Regions from separate parts of the Rattus norvegicus genome. Here region 1 is linked to region 2. Evidence: chromatin contacts called from public Hi-C data. All regions are on one chromosome and are shown on one strand. Each heading gives the region's core, a stretch centred on a gene start, on an enhancer-like site or on the middle of the called end of the contact. The rest is flanking DNA. Distances are from core to core; before and after follow the strand shown.

What was found. Hi-C and Micro-C count contacts between places; a contact is called where the count stands out from the background.
Region 1: a contact with region 2 is called in a Hi-C map of liver, with 6 times the contacts expected there. The contact joins two enhancer-like sites. A contact is called at or near these places in 4 of 12 Hi-C or Micro-C datasets (frontal cortex, kidney and liver) and 1 of 1 datasets of contacts at active chromatin or transcription factors (oligodendrocytes).

Annotation. Positions count from the first base shown.
Region 1 is chr12:13,541,848-13,544,653 of GRCr8, forward strand. No RefSeq gene overlaps it. Among named protein-coding and RNA genes, the nearest start is that of Gpr12, 94 kb to the right of the region's middle. Within about 2 kb of position 1,269, at least 27 of the 93 cell types and tissues checked have an H3K27ac peak or open chromatin away from gene starts, as enhancers often do. A contact at or near this core is called in liver, where this site is marked.
Region 2 is chr12:13,299,445-13,302,144 of GRCr8, forward strand. No RefSeq gene overlaps it. Among named protein-coding and RNA genes, the nearest start is that of Gtf3a, 42 kb to the left of the region's middle. Within about 2 kb of position 1,382, at least 14 of the 93 cell types and tissues checked have an H3K27ac peak or open chromatin away from gene starts, as enhancers often do. A contact at or near this core is called in liver, where this site is marked.

The sequences.
Region 1 (2,806 bases), core at 19-2,518, 240 kb after region 2:
AGCAGCCAGTGCTCTTAACCACTGAGCCATCTCTCCAGCCCAGTTAATTTCTTTTTTATATGTATGAGTGTTTAACCTACATGTATGTCTATGTGCTATTTGTGTACCTGGTACCTGAGGAGACCAAAAAGAGGGCATCAGATCCCCTGAACTAGGGTTACAGACAGTTGCGAGCTTTCATGTGGGTGCTGGGACTTGAACCCAGGTCCTTTGGAATTATAGCCAGTGCTCTTATCCACTGCGCCATCTCACCAGCTCCCTCATTTGAGTAGTTCCACTGAGTCTGTAGACACCTCCTCTTTGGTGTTTTAAGAATGAGGATGTCAGGTTGGGGATTTGGCTCAGCGGTAGAGCGCTTGCCTAGCAAGCTCAAGGCCCTGGGTTCGGTCCCCAGCTCCGGAAAAAAAGAAAAAAAGAAGAATGAGGATGTCAGTGCCACTGTGCAATCACTGGTCTCGAATGGAGTTTTCCCTCTGCTTCCCAGCTTGGCCTTTGCTACTGAAGGACTCGCTTCCCCATCTTTCTGGTCAGTGTTTGCATGCCAGCTGGGTTGTCAACTCCACTCCTGGCAAAGGGGAGAATTCTGGCTCAGGAGTCTGGATTCCTTCCAAGGAAGGCTAAATCTCTCTGGGGTATAACCCACTGTCCCCCAAGGTCTTCTTCTCTTCTCTGGGGAACCAAGAAGGACAAAGAACCTGGGGAAGGGTGAAATCAGTGTGTGGCTCTGGGGTTTAGAGATGGGGAGATAGCGGGTAAGGAGGTAGGGGTGTCCAAACCCTCTCAGCCGCCTGGGGGTGTTAGCATGACAGGGTTGTAGGTCACTGCTGTTAGAGAGGACTCTGGGAATGCCAAGCCTCTGGCTGCAGTCGCCCTCAGGAGGCCACTGCTGAGTCTGAGCCAGACACTGTGGGACGAGAGGGTTCCTTTTAAGAACCACTGTTTAAATTTGAATTGTACCCTATGTCTTACCCAGAGCACAGGATCTCAGCCAAGTGGACCTGTCAAAGGAAAACACTTCTTTCTAACCTAATAATCTTTAACTGTGTGACACCATAAAAACGGACCACGTTGGCTGTCATCATGCGTGCGGTTCGGCGGCATTAAGTCCCTTCCAGTCCTTGCGCAACCCCCACCATCTGCCTCCGGGGCTTTTCATCCTGCGGAACCGAAACTCAAGCCAATCTCTTGAAACATTAACTGCTCCCACCCCTGCCAGCTCCTGGCAACCAACACCCTGGTGTTCTTCTCTCAGTCTGACCTCATGTACGAAGCATCACACAGGAATTTTCCTCTCGGCTCTGGCTTACTTCAGCTGGGGCTATGCTCTCAAGCTGTAGCCACGTTGTAACACGTGCCAGGTTTTATTCCTCTTAAGGCCGAGGACTCTTCCATTGGATGAGGCTGCGTTCCCCTCGTGCCAGTGGACCCTGGGCTACTCTGAACGGTTTGTCGATGAACGCAGGTGAACTGGAGACCATAATTTATCCTACGCACAAGGCATACCTTCCAGGACCACCTTCCCCAGCTCCCCCCAACCCCGTTCTCCCAAGGATTCCTGGAACCGCAGGGTTCTTGGACACTGTCCCTGTGATGCTCTGTACGATGACCGTCAACCCGATAACTGAGTTAGGTCCTAGGTAACGAAAAAGCAGGTAGCATATACAGTGTGGATCCTCTGCACACAGAGATGGTACACCCTGGGCGGGGGAGGAGCAGGATGACGCGGGCTATTGTGCCGCTTCTTGGAATGAAGCGCAGTTCAGAATTTGCGAAATGCTTATTTCTGAAAGTTTTCCATTCAGAACTTTCAAGCCGCTGCCAACCACGGGCAGGTTGAAACTGTAGACAAAAAAACCTATGGATAAGAGGCTCCTCCAACTGGGAAGGAGCTACACGGCTCTAAAGATTCCCAGCAAGTTGAGAATGGCTGAAGTTAATGGCTTTTGAGCACTTAACTGTGCTACGCTGGATACCTAATGCAAGTTTGCTCAGGGGTTCCTCACAGCTGGTGAAGTGGGAACCCACCGTCATTCTTGGATTCCGAAATGAGACACAAAAGAGCCTCTGGAGCCAAGGTCCAATTGCAGCTGGAGCTCAGGGCCTCTGGTCCCCCAGCGTATGCTATTCTGCCCCCTATTGCCATGGCTTCTGGCAGAGCTTCCTTCCAGGGAAAGGCCCTTGAAACAGCTTAGAGACATCAAAATGCAATCTTCAATTCCATCCTGGAAAGGATTGCCCCCCTCCCCCCAATATTTAGTAAGGAGGTTTAATAAAGAAAGGTTGTTTAATTTACGTGATCATATTTTTATTTTTACCTGCAGCTTCGTGGTTATTTTATAATACGTTCTCAGCCCCGTGTTTCCCTGAGGTTCAGGAATGCGGAAACTTGTTTCCTGGGGCTCAGTCTGTGTGTTACCTGGGACAACACTGCCATCCTGTGGCGGGTTGGAGCACCGCAGCTTTTGATAACTGCATTCCCGCAAGGGCAGGTGAAAAAACAAACAAACAAACAAACAAACAAAAACAAACAAACAAACAAAAACCAGAAACGAAAACAAAAACAAAAACGGTCAGGGTTGTACTTAAAGGGGGCTGGGTGGTGGGTTAGGGGGTGGTTGGCGGTAGGGTCCTTTCCTGCTTGAGGGCGATGGCAACCCCGCCTGCAACCACAGGGACCAAGAATCCAAACGCGGAATGCATCGCGCTCTGTCCTTACTTTTAAGAGGTTTCTATTAAGCAGAATTTCCTTCCTTTCCTTTCTCATCACCCTGCAAAGGTCGCAAAGGTCGAGGGAGTGTGTGTACTT
Region 2 (2,700 bases), core at 132-2,631:
AAGCCAGAGCAAAACTTCATGAAGCCCCGTAAGGTCCTCACCTGGGTAGGCTGGAGTGCCAGTCCTGGGTGGCTGGCTTCCCAACAGGACTTGCTTGCACTTGCTGGGTTAGTGGCAGCCCCTTCCCAGGGAGTCCAGAGGAACATCAAGGAACAGTAGCTTCTGGGCGGGGCTTCCCCTGCATCCAGCTGTGTTATATCCTTAGCCTCGGGGAGTCTCTGTGAGAACATTTCCAGCGACAACGGAGGTAACAGGCACCCAGGACCAGTGATGTGGGAGTGCAATTGACAGCCCTGTTGTTATCATTCAATGAGTTTCAAGGACCAGGAAGGACCTTGCATTTTCTGCTTGAACAGGGACTGCATGCTTTCTTTTCCTTCCTGTCTCTTGAAAGGTTATGCAAATATAATTAGCCACCCCCAGGGTCCTTAGTAATCTGTTGAGCACAGCTGGCTTTGTCCCAACTGGTTTTTGATACCTAGCATTCTATTCTCAGCTTCTGTGGGAGCAATGTTCTAAATGTTTATTAAATGTATTTTTGTCAGGTAGAGTAGCTCACTTCTTTAATCCCAGCACTCAGGAGGCAGAGGCGGGGGATGGGGGAGGGGGGTGGATCTCCGAGTTCTAGGCCAGGTTGGTCTACAGAGCGAGTTCCAGGATAGCCAGGGCTACACAGAGAAGCCCTATCTTGAAACATGCCCTCCCCGCAAAAAAAGGTATTTTTAAAATTCAGATTTGCTCCATCACTATGTGCTTTGAAATTAGGGAGCTTAATTTAATTTTTGTTTCTATTTAAGTTGTTTTCATTAAAAACTGACTTTTCCTCATGTAGGCCCCCAAATCGATTCCTTCCGCAAACATACCACGGAAATTACATCCATTCTCCCGTGGGACCCTGGGATCAACTGAGAAAACATTCAACCCCAGTGAGACCTGCTCTATGAATCCATTACATGAGTTACAACAACTTTACTAATCTCAGGTGGACGTGGGGCAGATCTGTCCTCTTTGGGCGGTAAAGGACTCTGGAACATCCCCCCATCCAAATCTAGGCATCCTGAGAACAGGATATCCTGCCCAACTCGGTCCGGCCAGCACCCGGAAATCAACTGTCCAGTACCTTTACATTCTGACCACCAACCGCAGAGTGATAAGTCCTCTGAAGATTTCTCAAAATGAAGCAGGGAGGATGTTAAGGCGATAACGGCCCACAGCGGGGGATGAAACAAATCGTGACCTTCAACAGCAAAAGTCAGGACGTGACCGGCCCCAGATACCAATGACTCATCCTTAAAATCAAGAAGCAGTAGAAGCAGCCCATTCCCTGCACAGCTCTCTGCTGAACCTCCGGGTCGTCCCTTCCTTCATTCCTTGGGATCTGGCGACATCTGCTGACAGTCGCTGGTTACTACGTAAATGAACCTTTAAAAGTTTCTAGAACCGGGGTTGGGGATTTAGCTCAGTGGTAGAGCGCTTGCCTAGGAAGCGGAAGGACCTGGGTTCGGTCCCCAGCTCCGATGGTTGTGAGCCACCATGTGGTTGCTGGGAATTGAACTCAGGACCTTGAGAATTGCTGAGCCATCTCTCCAGCCAAAAAAAAGAAAAAAAAGAAAAAAAAAAATTAAACCGCATAGCTCAGTGGTAGAGCGCTTGCCTAGGAAGCTCAAGGACCTGGGTTCGGTCCCCAGCTCCGAAAAAAAGAACCAAAAAAAAAGTTTCTAGAACCGCATCCGCACGCCAGTGAAGGGAGGTTTGTAATCCACAACCCTCATCTGCCTTTGGGCGCCTTTAGACTCCAAAACAGGAAGTAGTACCTATGACGTTGCTCATTCAACAAGTAGGGGAGCCTCACGTCCTGGCTCTACGCTCGCAACAAGGCAGAGAGCAATGTGGGCTGTAAGTGGTGTGCGCCTCAGTACTTGAAGGTGTGATGGGTTTTTTTGTTTGTTTGTGGTTTTGCTTTTTGTTTTTTGTTTTGTTTTATAGTCAGAGGTCGGTATGAACAGCTCTCCCGGAGTACAGGGAGTTGAGGAGGTGGGGAGTTCCCGCCTGACCCTGAGGAGCCAGCTGAGGCAAGGAAGGGCTTATGGGAGAGTCCTTGAGGAAGGGGTGACCTCGCAGGAGACAGAATAAGGGCATAGGAGCTGAGTTGAGCAGGGATTTTGTGTAGGCAAAACCCTGAAATGTGTGTTTGGGACATTCCAGAAAATACCGCGGAGAAGCAAGTGTGTTCTGTTTCTGCTGCTGAGGTGGAATTTCAAGCAGGATCTTTGAGAAAAGAAGGCTCTGCAGAAGATGAAACTCTAACGGGAAAAAATGCTGTAATGCTTCCAGCGCTGTGGTTTACTACAGCGGAATGACGTCAGAGATGACTTCTAAAATTATGAACTAATTTTTTTAAAAAATAGAGACTTGCGGGTTGTGACCCCTTTGGATGCCAACCAACACTTTCACAGGGGCCGCATATCAGATATTTGCATTATGATTCGAGACAGTAGCAAAATCACAGTTATGAAGTAGCAATGAAGTGATTTTCTGGTCGGGGGGGTCACCACAAGATGAAGGACTGCACTAAAGGTTGGGAGCATTAGGAAGGTTGATACGCGCTGCTTCAGAGAAACAGGAAGTTGTGGGCCACTCCATGTGGCTGCTGGGGAAAAAACAAACAACAGGAGCCGCAGCGCCCTAAGAACTCCAGCA